Regions from separate parts of the Mus musculus genome. Here regions 1 and 3 are each linked to region 2. Evidence: chromatin contacts called from public Hi-C data. All regions are on one chromosome and are shown on one strand. The core of a region is the stretch at or near the end of the contact, and the rest is flanking DNA. Distances in the headings are between cores, read along the strand shown. Region 1 has its middle 32 kb from the start of Gm29854. Region 2 has its middle 3.2 kb from the start of Gm26159. Region 3 has its middle 350 kb from the start of Gm29854.

What was found. Hi-C and Micro-C count contacts between places; a contact is called where the count stands out from the background.
Region 1: a contact with region 2 is called in a Hi-C map of muscle stem cells, with 3 times the contacts expected there. The contact joins two enhancer-like sites. A contact is called at or near these places in 2 of 484 Hi-C or Micro-C datasets (muscle stem cells and nephron progenitors) and 1 of 9 other capture datasets (embryonic stem cells).
Region 3: a Hi-C map of cerebral cortex shows a contact between it and region 2, with 2.4 times the contacts expected there. The contact joins two enhancer-like sites. A contact is called at or near these places in 3 of 484 Hi-C or Micro-C datasets (cerebellum and cerebral cortex).

The regions. Positions count from the first base shown.
Region 1 is chr16:7,797,618-7,801,570 of GRCm38.p6, reverse strand. No RefSeq gene overlaps it. Among named protein-coding and RNA genes, the nearest start is that of Gm29854, 32 kb to the right of the region's middle. Within about 2 kb of position 2,025, at least 3 of the 459 cell types and tissues checked have an H3K27ac peak or open chromatin away from gene starts, as enhancers often do. A contact at or near this core is called in muscle stem cells, where this site is marked.
Region 2 is chr16:8,331,696-8,335,876 of GRCm38.p6, reverse strand. No RefSeq gene overlaps it. Among named protein-coding and RNA genes, the nearest start is that of Gm26159, 3.2 kb to the left of the region's middle. Within about 2 kb of position 2,371, at least 51 of the 459 cell types and tissues checked have an H3K27ac peak or open chromatin away from gene starts, as enhancers often do. A contact at or near this core is called in cerebral cortex and muscle stem cells, where this site is marked.
Region 3 is chr16:7,418,559-7,422,406 of GRCm38.p6, reverse strand. No RefSeq gene overlaps it. Among named protein-coding and RNA genes, the nearest start is that of Gm29854, 350 kb to the left of the region's middle. Within about 2 kb of position 2,451, at least 95 of the 459 cell types and tissues checked have an H3K27ac peak or open chromatin away from gene starts, as enhancers often do. A contact at or near this core is called in cerebral cortex, where this site is marked.

The DNA of each region.
Region 1 (3,953 bases), core at 776-3,275, 530 kb after region 2:
TATGCAAGACTAGGGCTAGGAAGGTGCTGGTTTGTTTTGCAGGCAAATATGAATTTTAGGTCACATATAATATTCTCCCCCTCTGAAACCTCTTGAACCAGGACCCCACATTTCAAATCACCCTCAGCATGACTGTCTTCCATGCTCCTACTCAGATTGCCCATTAAGCACTTAACATATTCCACTGCTATCTTAGTCCAAAGTTCCAAAGTCCACATTCCTTCAAACTAATGAATGGTCAGGCCTGTTACAGCAACACCCTGCTCCTTGGTACGAACTTCTGTCTTAGTGTTATATTGCTATGAAGATACTGCATAACTTCATAAGCAACTCGTATAAAGAAAGCATTTAATTGGGGTTGGCCTGTAGTCCAGAGGTTTTGTTCATTGAAATGGTAGCCATGCAGCCAGACCTGGTAGTAGAGAGTAGCTGAGATTTCGATCAGCAGGCAGCAGGAAGAGAGATACTGTCAGGCCTGACTTGAACTTTTGAAACCTCAAATTCCTTCCCTAGTGACACACTTCCTCCAACAAGACCACACTTCCTGATAGTGCCACACCCTAGTGACCAAGCATTCAAATCTATGAGCCTATGGAGGCCATTTCTATTTAAACCACCACACTCAACTTCCCTAATTAAGGGATTACAGGTGGTGGTGTCCACAACCAATTAAAGTTACCACTTTGACTACCATTGAAAGGTTTATAATGCTGGGAACAGTATGGGATTTTCATTTAAATAGGAATGGAGTTTGACTCTGCTCACTATTGCAGCTTTAGAAAAGCTATTGAATGATTCTGTGCCCCATTTTATACACCAGCAAAGAACATTAAGGGCAAAATTAGAAAAGGACTAGCATACAAATGTCTACTGACTCTATTGCTACAAAATAGCAAAGCTAAACTTCCATCCATGAAGATTTGAATACCCAGGTGGCATTCATTTATACAGTGTCTTCCTTGGATCAGAGGCAATAAACTTCCATCCAAACCTGGGTGTCAGTCTCAAACAGCCAATGGTCCAACGGGAAAGAGAAAAACATTGACTAGCATTAGAGAACATATTTAAATTCTAATCAAATAAATATGAAGAACAAAGTCTGTGAGTTTTCCCATTCTTACATTTTTGGGTAACAAATCCTTTCGAAGCTTCTTTACCCATCTTTTTTATTTGGCTTTGCATTCTGTGTAGTTCTGAAGGGTTATGAAGTATAGTATTCTGCCCCCTGTCCACACAGACTGACACATGACCCACAGTGGTCCATCTTCCCAGGTCTTCTCTGATAGATCTGATGGACAAGTACTTCTAGACCAGATACAGCAACCTATATGAGGAAATGAGTGAAATTAATATTCAGAGCAATGAATTTAAATATTCTCTACACTAGGCAAAATTTTCACATGCAAAGTTGTAGCATAGTTATTTAAGCTGAGCATGATATGACCATCACTATGTGACCTTTGCCTGCAGTGCCAACAGTAAAAAACTTAGAGTCAGGACTATGGTAATGATACTGTTGACATTATAGCCTTTGGTAGGAGAGGTAGGAGGGGTAGGAGGGAGACTATTATATGACATAGTTGTCTCTACTTCTGATTCTATCTAAGCTACACATTGTTTAGGGGATGTGCTAAAATATAGAGGAGAGGGGAGTTGACTGGGGTTCATGCTGTGTGAAGGCTTTGCAGCGATATAGCTGCCTTTGGATCGCTCCTATTCTTGTAAGTAACTGAGTAACTTCATTGGCTCAACAAGCTGGATTTGAATGGTGTATTAGAATTCTCTAGAGGAACAGAACTAAGAGAAGGGGGTTTATTGAACTGGCTTATGGGCTGAGTACTATACAATGGCTGTTGGCATGCGAAGGTGCTCAGTCCAGAAGGCTAAATGCCTGAGCCAAGGCTGAAGTCTGTGGCACTTCTGGACATGTGCTGATCTTTCATCTGAACTGGAGGGGCCAGGACAGTCAGATCTGATGTCAATGAAGAATGGCCGTAGCAGTGACAACTGGGTAGATGTACTCAGCAAGAAGTGATGGCGTGCAAGCAAGCAGCTGCTCTTCCCTCAAGCCTCTGTTGGAAGGTTCTGCTTACTTTCTACTACTCAGTTAATCCATCCTGGAACAGTTAATCCATCCTGGAAGTGTCCTCACAGACTCTCTAAAATTCCAGAGAGGATCAAGTTGACTACCAAGAAAACCATTACAAATATGGTGGGTTTTTTTGGGGGGGGGGTGTTGTTTGGGGTAAGTAGACATTTCTCTGTGTCTTCCCAGGATAAGTTATGAATCAAAGGTCCAGGTAATAGTAGCTGTTTTAAACTTTGTCCTCTGCTTCAAGTCCTGACTCCTGTGTGAACACGAGTTTTCTAATAAAACTTTATTCACAAAAGCACCACCTAGCCTCAGGCTATTGTTTGCCAATTTCTGAGAAAGCTGCATTATCTTCCATTCTCTCTGTAGAAAATGAGGTCTCAGTACTTTTGTGCATGTGAAGGAAGCAGCTGGTCAGTATAATCTCAAAAGGAATGTGAAAAATCCTATTTGCCATAAAAAATAGAAAATTATTATAGAAATTTTTTATTTTCTGGATTCTGTGGTACTAAGCTCTTATGTTTATAATATATAATTTTGTATTTGTAATAAGTATCCATGTCATATTTAAATTTTCATTATTATTTTGCTTTTGTTTGTCTCTTTTTTTCCTTAAGTAGGCTTTCCAAAACAGTATAAACTTTCAGCCCTTACAAAACCCAGATCCATTCCTGCCCAAAGGCATGAGAAAATTGCACTTTGGGGGAATTGGAAGTAATTTGGTTTTGTTCATGCGAAATAGTGAGGTGATTAAATCCCAGTCGGAAGGAAGGCCTCGGTTGAAATCCGGACACTGTAGCTTATTAGCTTTAAGATTTGGAAAGGTTAGTCTCAACTGTGTCCTTCTCTCTTCATCCCTCAGTCTCTCTCTCTCTGCCTCTCTTCCTCTTCCCTCCCTTCTTTTCCTTCCTTCTGTAAAACAAAGAGAAAAGAACATTTCTAGCCTTGGAGGATTGCTGGATAAGATGAGTGTGTGCATACACAGAGTGAACTTGGTAAGTGCTGGTGGTAAAGATGAGGAAAGTACATAAGAGATTTGGTTGGAACCAGGATGAAAGTGGTATGTGGTACCAAAAGGTCCAGTGTTACTGTAAGGGTTTGGATCCATGGTACAATCTGGAATACGGGCAGTCCTGTCTAAGCCTGCCCTGTTCATTTATTTATGAACTATTGAACCACCAAATCACTGGCACAGGGGCCCCAGCTGTGTCCACAATTGTAATGTAAGTGACATTGGAGGTTCAGTCATCAAAATCCCTCCCAAGGCAACTTCTGCTGACCAGTACCACCCTGCCTTGTGAGTTCATGGCAGAAGAAAATGAGATGCATCAGTGACTAGCTATGAGTATCCTAAAGTGCTTGTGTGATTAAAGCTATCCATTTCCAGTACCAGACAGGGTAGGTTTGGAGAGGTTAGGATCAAAGAGCATTGTCCAGGCACCACAGTGTGTATTCTTCAGAGTTAGAGGCAGGCCCACCAATCCCAACAGCAGCAGGTCACAGGAATCTATGCATACATGCTGCCTGGCACATCATTATCTTACTGAAAACTCAGTTTGTGAAGAGGCCAGGCCAGGCCAGGCCAGGCAAGCGCTTCAAAATGCTCAGACTTGGAAGCTGTTAGGCATGGAAATTACCTGACTACAGAAGCCTTGTCTGGACCAGACAAGCAATCGTTTTTTTACACTCTCTCCTGGGGCCTGCAGAGCTTTGCTTCTGTAAGTTCTTATCGCGATTGAAATAATAGTAAGAGTAAACCAGTCACAATGAGCCTCTGCGTAACTTCATGAAGTTACAGGCAGTCGCCTCACCTTAAGACTGGCAGAGAATATTTCTGCTTTACTTGTCTCTTTGTCTCCAG
Region 2 (4,181 bases), core at 1,122-3,621:
ACCACTTGTTACACAAGCCTATCAACCTGAGACCATGAAACCAATGGAGAAAGGAAAGAACTGTCCCTGAAAGTTGTCTTCTGATGTTTACACTGTGCCTGAAAGAACACTTTTCATTCTTTCTCCCCCATTTCTTGTTGGGTCTCTCTTGCTTGCTCAGTCTTTCTCTGTCTTTCTGTCTCTGTCTCTTTGTCTCTCTCCCTCCCTCTCTCTCTCTCCCCCCTTCTTCTGTTCCTCACTCCCGATCCCTTTCTTAGATAGAAATAGTCACAATAGTAAGTACATGCACAGAGACTAAGGTTTGATCTCCAGCACCTTAAAAATAATAATAAAATAATATAAACACAATATCAATAAAAAGCAATTCAAGAATAGTCAAATTCACAGAGACAGAAAACATTAGCACTGTTAGGCCCAAGAGGAAGAGTGAACAGGAGTGTGTGATGGAGTCATAGAGATGACTATGGGTTATTGATGATCGTTATAAACTTTATAAACACACCCAAATTCACTAAATATACACCTAGAAAAGGTAACTTTTCTGGCATGTGATGTAGCTCATAAAGGATTTTAGCAAATAAGTATGATCTTATTTTGTGGTCCAAATAGCTGAGGTCTGAGTCATTTCAGTGACACATGAAATCCCAATTTAAACTTACCTTTGACCAGTTCATACATGTATTTTCACCCCCCTCTCTCTCTTCATCATCTTTTATCCTCCTTAGACTTCTGTGGAGCCTCTTCTTCTTTCCAAGGAGCTCCACTTGCTCTCATGCCTTCTGTTGTTTTGGGTGGGAGTTACTGTATCATGGGCAACCTACCAGAGGCTATAGCCCTGAAGAAAAGGACTTTTCCTATCACCAGCAACCATTAACTGCCAACAGCTCCTCAAATGGGAGTCATGGTCTCAGGAGCTACTTTCCAGCCTGTGCTGGAATACTGGCTGGACTCAGTGTTATCAAATCTTGTGAGTTTTTGAGTGGGACATACATGTACACATGTCCAGAAGATATAGCTTCACTGTCCTTATAAAGATTCTGAATCCTTCCTAAGGGAAACTTCCCCAATGCACAGGCTTACTTTGGAACATGGTCCTGCCTCTCTCTACTTTTTATGTATCCGTGTCCTTCCTCCTGGTCATTGCTGCCTGTCCAAATTGTTCTGGCACATCACAGCAGAAGGCAGACTTCCTATGGGGGATTCTTTAATATTCCCTCTATTTATTTTCAGAAAAAACAAACCACCTTTGTAGGCATGTTTCCATACTAACAATCATGCTCACATAGTACTCTGTATCAGATACACTTTGCCTTACTGGACTGTGAGCTCCTTAAGGACTGATGATCCACCGATGACATTTTCTGTTGACAATAATAGAACGCCAGTTTCTGTTTTCTTAGAAGATAGATGAAGGGCCTAGGGCCCAGGCCACCATCAGATGTATTTTCTCCTGGGCTTAGCTCTCTTTGCCTGATTTGCCTTTGCTTTCTTGCAGGTTCTACTCTAGGGGCAAGTGCAGCTGCCTTCTCCTCTGGTGAACTTAGCTCAGTTCCAAGGGTTACCTTGGAATGTTGATGCCCTGGAACCATTTTAGTGGATAAGAAAAGAGATGCTTTGAACATCTCCAACCCTGGCACTGAAGGTGATCTGAGCGGGCTCCAGGGACTTGCACAGCTCAGAAGCAAGAAAGTAGGTGGAAATTGGAGAGAGATTACTTAATACCTCAGGAGTTCATTCGGCTCATGTCCTTAACACACAGCACATAGGTAATTAGTAGACATCTATTGAGTAAACCTGTAATACAAACACCAGCTTTCTATTGCCTATTCAGATGAAGGAGTATAATACTCTGAATGGTGGACAGGACAGGGCAGATGTGTGACATTAAGCCCACAGTGTTTGGACTGGATATATGACAGGTGGGCTGTAGATGAAGCCCTGGCAGCGTTTCCTAGCACGTGCAGGGCTTGAGATGAATCCCCTGCACTCCAAAAGCCAAATAAGAGGTGCACGATCATTTGTTAATCTTTTTTACATCAGGGAAAATGTTTCAGATATTTGGAAAGTTACAAAAAAGATCTCAACCCTTTTGTTCATGGATGCTGCTGTGGTCCCTCTTGAGAGTCTGAAAGGGACAGACAGACTCTCAGGAACTGCTGCACCGTGCCCGTGCTTCTCATGGCAGTTCTCTGGCAGTTCTTGGGTCCTCAGGATCTCCAGATCGTACAGCTTTGTCTTAAGGGCACAGTGGGCTTTGTGCGATTCACAGTCCTTCATTGTTTTCCAAAATTTCCTCCTGGAACTACCCTGACTCAAGGCTAGAGGGCATTGTGTGACCACAGAGAAGCTGTATCCTCCTGGACTCTTCGGCTTTTCACACAAAAAGGCTTGCTCACAGCTCAGCTAACTAGTGAGCTCTTCCCGTTCCCAGGAGGGAACGAAGCCAGCCCCCTGTGAAGCAAAGGATGGGGACAGGGGGAGAAGAGCCACCAAAGTGTTTCCCTCATTTGTATGTTGATGAAATGTCTGCATTTCCCCTAGAGCTCAAGAGCCTGGTTTGGATTGATTTCGCAGCAAGGATCTTGGTGTGTAGGGATATGCTGCAGATGAGGCTCAGGGTCCCTGCCCTGCCTGCCTATGGCTTCCTGTGGGATTTGGGGGAGGCCCCTTCTCTTGACTGAATCTGAGTCTCAATGCTCTTATCTGTAAATCTCGACACTGGATTAGGTGCTCCCAGGATAGATGTGATGCATGAGGCTTCTCTGGAGTGAAGATTTCAGGAGTGGAGGAGAAGTGAGGAGGAAGAAGATTGCAACCAAAAGGAGACTAGATTTCAAATGCATCAGGAAATCCCACAAGGGTGTGGGCAAGACAAATGCAGCCAATGCATGTGAGACCGGGAAAAGGCCCTTTCAGAAGACTAAATCGTGTGCATATTAATGCAGTCTGCTTAATCCAAAGGGAAAGCAGCTGTGGGTAAACAGCCTTTAACACAGTCTCAGGGACCAGCAACTCTTGGTGTAACCCTCTTCCCTTAAGTGTAGACTCAGTCTAGTGACTCATTTCTGACTAGCAGCAAGAAACCGAGACCCTTAGCCCAACAGACCACTAAGAAATAAATCCTGCCAAGAGATTTCCCACCTGAGTGAGGTGAGGAATGGAGGCTTGTCCAGTTAAACCTTTGGATTAGACTTCAGACCTCTTTGACAGCTTGATTATAGACCCCGAGGGAAGCTGAGGCACCTACTAAGCCACGCCTGGATTCCTGACCCACTAAGTACTGACACATCAGGGCATTGTGTTATAGAACCATCGACAACTAACATGCTAAAACAGTGGCTTTCAAATAATTTGTTCTTTCTCTGTGTGTATGAACACACACATGTGCATATGTGTTTCTATGTGTGTGTGTGTGTGTGCGCACGTATGTGCATGTCTGGAACAGAGGACAGCTTCTATTATCATTCCTCAGTATATGATCTACCTACTGATTTTTGAGACAGGGTTTTGACAGACTCAAGACTTTCCAAGAAAGCTAGGCTAGCCAGTTAGCCCTGGGGATGCCCCTGTCTCCATCTCTTAGTGTTGGTATTACACTGTCATGTCCAACTTTTTCACATGGGCTCTGAGAATTGAATCAGGTTTTTACGCTTGTGCAGTGAATACTTTTCTGACTGAGCAATTTCATGGCCCTTCAGACTGTTCTCTTTCTTAGTAGTGTGAATTAGGGGGGTGTTATTTTAGACTATCTATCATCTATCTATCTATCTATCTATCTATCTATCTATCTATCTATCTATCTATCCTGTGTGTGTGTGTCTGTGTGTGTGTGTCTGTGTGTGTAACAGAGGATAGCCTCTATGTGCATGCATGGAGGGAGATCAGAGGACAACTTACAGAAGTCAGTTCTCTCCTTCCACCATGGGATGGAATTAGGTGGGTAGGCTTGGTGGCGACTGTCTTCACTTGCTCAGGCATCTTACTGACACAGGTACATTTAAAAAATTTCTCCAGGCCGTGGTTTTGTTATTTGCAAGGGATGACAGTGTTGTCTAAGTGATGTCACGTGTGAAAACTGTGTGATGAAATGTCTAGAGGAGGAACACTGAATGACTACAGCTGTCGCCATCACTGATGATGCTGTTTCTCTTGGGACCCTCTTCTGCTCTGTGTGACTGTTT
Region 3 (3,848 bases), core at 1,202-3,701, 910 kb after region 2:
GAGGCCTGACCAGGCAGGACAGATAGAGGAAGGGAATCCAGTAGCAGTCAACAGAGTCAGAGACAGCCCTAGCTCCAATTGTTAGCATATTGGGACTTTGAGGAATGAGCTATGATGTCTTTTGCCAAGGTTATCATCCTTTCCTGAGGCCCTTTTTTCCAAATGCCTTCTTTCCTGTGCAGTTCTAGATTCATGAGAATAAGTATAGTGTTGTATCATGAGAAAAACCAACCTAGTGGCTAGGGACTCAGAGCATGGCTGATCAAACTGTCGCACAAGCCCTTCTGGCAACTGTTTAGTTCACAGTTGCCTTCTAGATCCTCATGGTTCACCTCAATCTTCTTTTGTCTTTCATTTATTTCCCTCCTTGGAGACAGAGTTTCTCTGTGTAACACTCCTGGTTGTCTTGGAACTTGCTTTGTAGACCAGGCTGGCCTTGAACTCACAGAAATTCATCTGCCTATGCCTCCCAAGTTATTAAAGTTGTGTACCATCATGCTCTGCTCTTTTTTTTAACCTTCATTTTCTAATCCTATGTATGTGGGGCAAAAGTAGGTCTTGGTAACAGTAATTTGTGTTGTGTGTCCACGAGTGTGTGCATGTAAAGGGTAGGGGAGAAAGATAACACATATGAGTGAGAGCTACGGAAGCCAGAGGACAACCATGAGTAGAGTTCTATAGCACCCATTTCAATTCCTTTTCAAAGTTTCCTTTCACCACAACTCAAATTATTTGGGGGAAGCCAGAAGATCCATTTATCTGCCCCCCTCAGTGTACTCCAACCTATCCCATCCTCTGGTATTTTCATTACCTATCTACCCCAGAGATTATGTTCCTTCAAATTCTTGATCTGGAGAACTGGAGTTACAGATGCTTATCGGCCTCCATGTGGGTGCTGGGAACAAAACTCAGATCCTCTTTAATAGTGGTAAGATCTCACTGACTTGGAACCTGACAGGTTTTGCTCAGTGGTCAGGGAGGCCCAGAGATCTGCCTCTCCAATACTGGGATTACCCTCATGTGTCACTGTGCCAGGCTTTTCAGTGTTGATTCTGGGTTTGAACTCAGGTGCTCATATTTGTGGCAAGTGCTTTAGTGACTGAGCCATCACTCCAGCTCTTTGGGTGTGGAGAGGAAAATCTTGAAGTTTGTGGAAGGGGAAAAGGCAAAAACAGTGAGGTAGGTCCTTAGGGCATTTTTCTCTTATTCCTATATTCTCAGAACTCTGTTGGACACTTCTTTCTGAAATAAGATTTCAGGAAAATCTGAGTTTTTCCTGTTTTCTTAAAGAAGAAGTGCATTGAATATGGTCATGTCTTCACCCTGTGTCAAGTGCAATCAGTGGGACCTACACATGGGGCAGAGTACCCCCAAAGCTTAGGGTCTCTGCTGCCTTCTGGATCTCGGCACCTTTCCTGCCTTGCAGACCCAAAGCACAGACTCCCGGTACCTTACTGGACAGGCTGATGGGGCACACGGACAACACACTGTGACGATGTTCAAGTGTTTTAATAAGTGGGCAATCCCTCTGTGGTTTTTACTCTAATCTCATTTGGGGTTCTTGCCCTTTTTAGCTAGCCTCAAAATATGGGAGTTTATATCTGTCCTCAAGCCAAAGGCTTGAGTGTTCTGCAGCCTTGAACCCATAGTAGAGCCAGATGAGGGGATTTGATGATATGAAAGCTCAGGGAGGCTAATTAAATTGTTTTAAGATCACAGGGCTCTTGGGAAAGATGTGGGGTGGGGGAGGGAGGAGGAGGAGGGATGAGAAGACCAAAGATGATAATGAGAATTGTGAAGGCAGTAAAAAAAAATTTACAAGTGTATTCAGAAAAGAATATTAAGAACCTGAGACTGCTACATTTTGCTGTCTATTTTTCCATTTGTGTATTTGTTTATAATTAGGTTTTTAACTTGATGGAAAACACATCTCTCTCTCTCTCTCTCTCTCTCTCTCTCTCTCTCTCTCTCTTCCTGTGTGTGTGTGTGTGTGTGTGTGTGTGTGTGTGTGTGTGTGTGTGTGTGTTTTAAATGAACTCCTGTGGGCCATTTTATTTTAAGTAGCAGAAAACTTACTTTTCAACCAGGAAAGTTGTGTGTTTTTCTTCCACTGTACCAAGGAGAAATGATTCTGGAGACCAGTATTTGAGTGACGTCATCAAAACAGAATGACCCATAGGGTTTTCACTTCCTGTGCTTCTCGGTTAAAGCATTGTTTTAGCTGTCTTTCTGAATTACCCCACCCCCACCATACACACTAGCGAGAGCAGAACAGGTCTTCAGACAAAGGGAAGTAGTTGGAGGGACAATACATCATCTAGTCACATAACTTAGGAAAACTTAAACGCAGAAAGCGGCAGCCAGCTGGTCCACTGACAGTCCCATCCAGCTGCATGAGGGTTCTGGGCTGAAGTCCTCCTTACAGTAATGAATTGCAATCCCTCACTCTAGCCAGCCTGGGAGTGTTTGGAGGAGATAAAAGGCAAGCTGTGCACTATGCCTGTGACCTGCTTTCTCTGTTCCACACAACTTCCTGGCGTGGCTGCAGGAAGTTTGACTTCCCACGTGTGAACAGGAAGCGGCTGCTTTGCTCCCTGCAGTTATTACTGTCTGCTTGAACGTGGGTTCTGCAAGGAGCGGGAGCTGAGATGCTGGGGCTGTGGGAGATTTAACATTTGCTGGCATCTGGAGGCTGAACTTCCAATTTGCATTCTGTGCCTTCGCAGCCATTCCCTGCCCGCTTGGCACTATTACCCTACTTTATTTGGGTCTCTGCACTTCTATTTCCTACCTACGCCTGCTTTTTTCTCCCTCTGTTTCCCGAGTCTGGGGAATACTCTAGCTCCTTCTGACTTTTTGCTTCATTCAGGCGACACACCATCTGTCTATTTCAGTCAGAGAGAGCTAGGATGTCAAAGTCACCTGCACATTCTTACCGTCCTGAGGGATAATCCTGGGAGCAGTAGTATGTCTGCTCATAGATATGCAGAAACAGGAATGGAAGGTGGTCTCTGAGGACCTGAGGGGCATTGCACCCCTAGACCGAAGCTGCTTACACTGTGGGTTACTGTGGGGATCCCACCCACTATTGTGACAAGAGAGAAAAGTTTCTGGACGCACAGTGACCAAATAACAGTTCAAACCAAAGCAGGATGAATTCAGGTTGTTTCCAAAAGTGTTCCCCTGCATGGCTTCCGAGAGCGCACTGTAGCATTGATTCTAAGCACAGGACAATTGCTCTGTGCACTGTGCACGATGGCATCCTGTGCCACACCATCAAAGATGCCCACACCTCCCTAGTTTAGACTTGAGACTGCCATATGTCATAAATTTCAGTTTTCAAAAAAAATTATGATCATTTTATTTTGTGCATGCCCATGTGTGTGGTATACGTGTACCAAGGTATGAATTTGGAGATCAGAGGACAACACATGGGGATTGGTTTTCTTTTACTATTTACCAAGGGGAGTCTGGGAAATGAATTCAGATTGTCTTGCTTGGTGGCAGGCATTTACCTCTGCTGAACCACCTTGCAGGCCCAACTGCAGTGTTTTACAGTACGCACATTTCCCCACTCTTCTAGGATTATAGTGGTTTAATTTCAGAAAGCAAGCACTTTCAAATATTTTTCTGTCATCATCTCACAGCATGTTAATATCAGATCTTTGGAGTGGATTGTGTTAGAAAAGCAAGCACATCCATCCTAGTGTGCATGTTTGCTCTTTACCGCGTGTTCAATTATATATACATCATAATTGTTTTAGAATGGATTTCCTTTGCTTATCAGTGACAGATTTATGTATTTATTGTATATACTTATATACTTGTTGTGATATTAGGATTTCTTG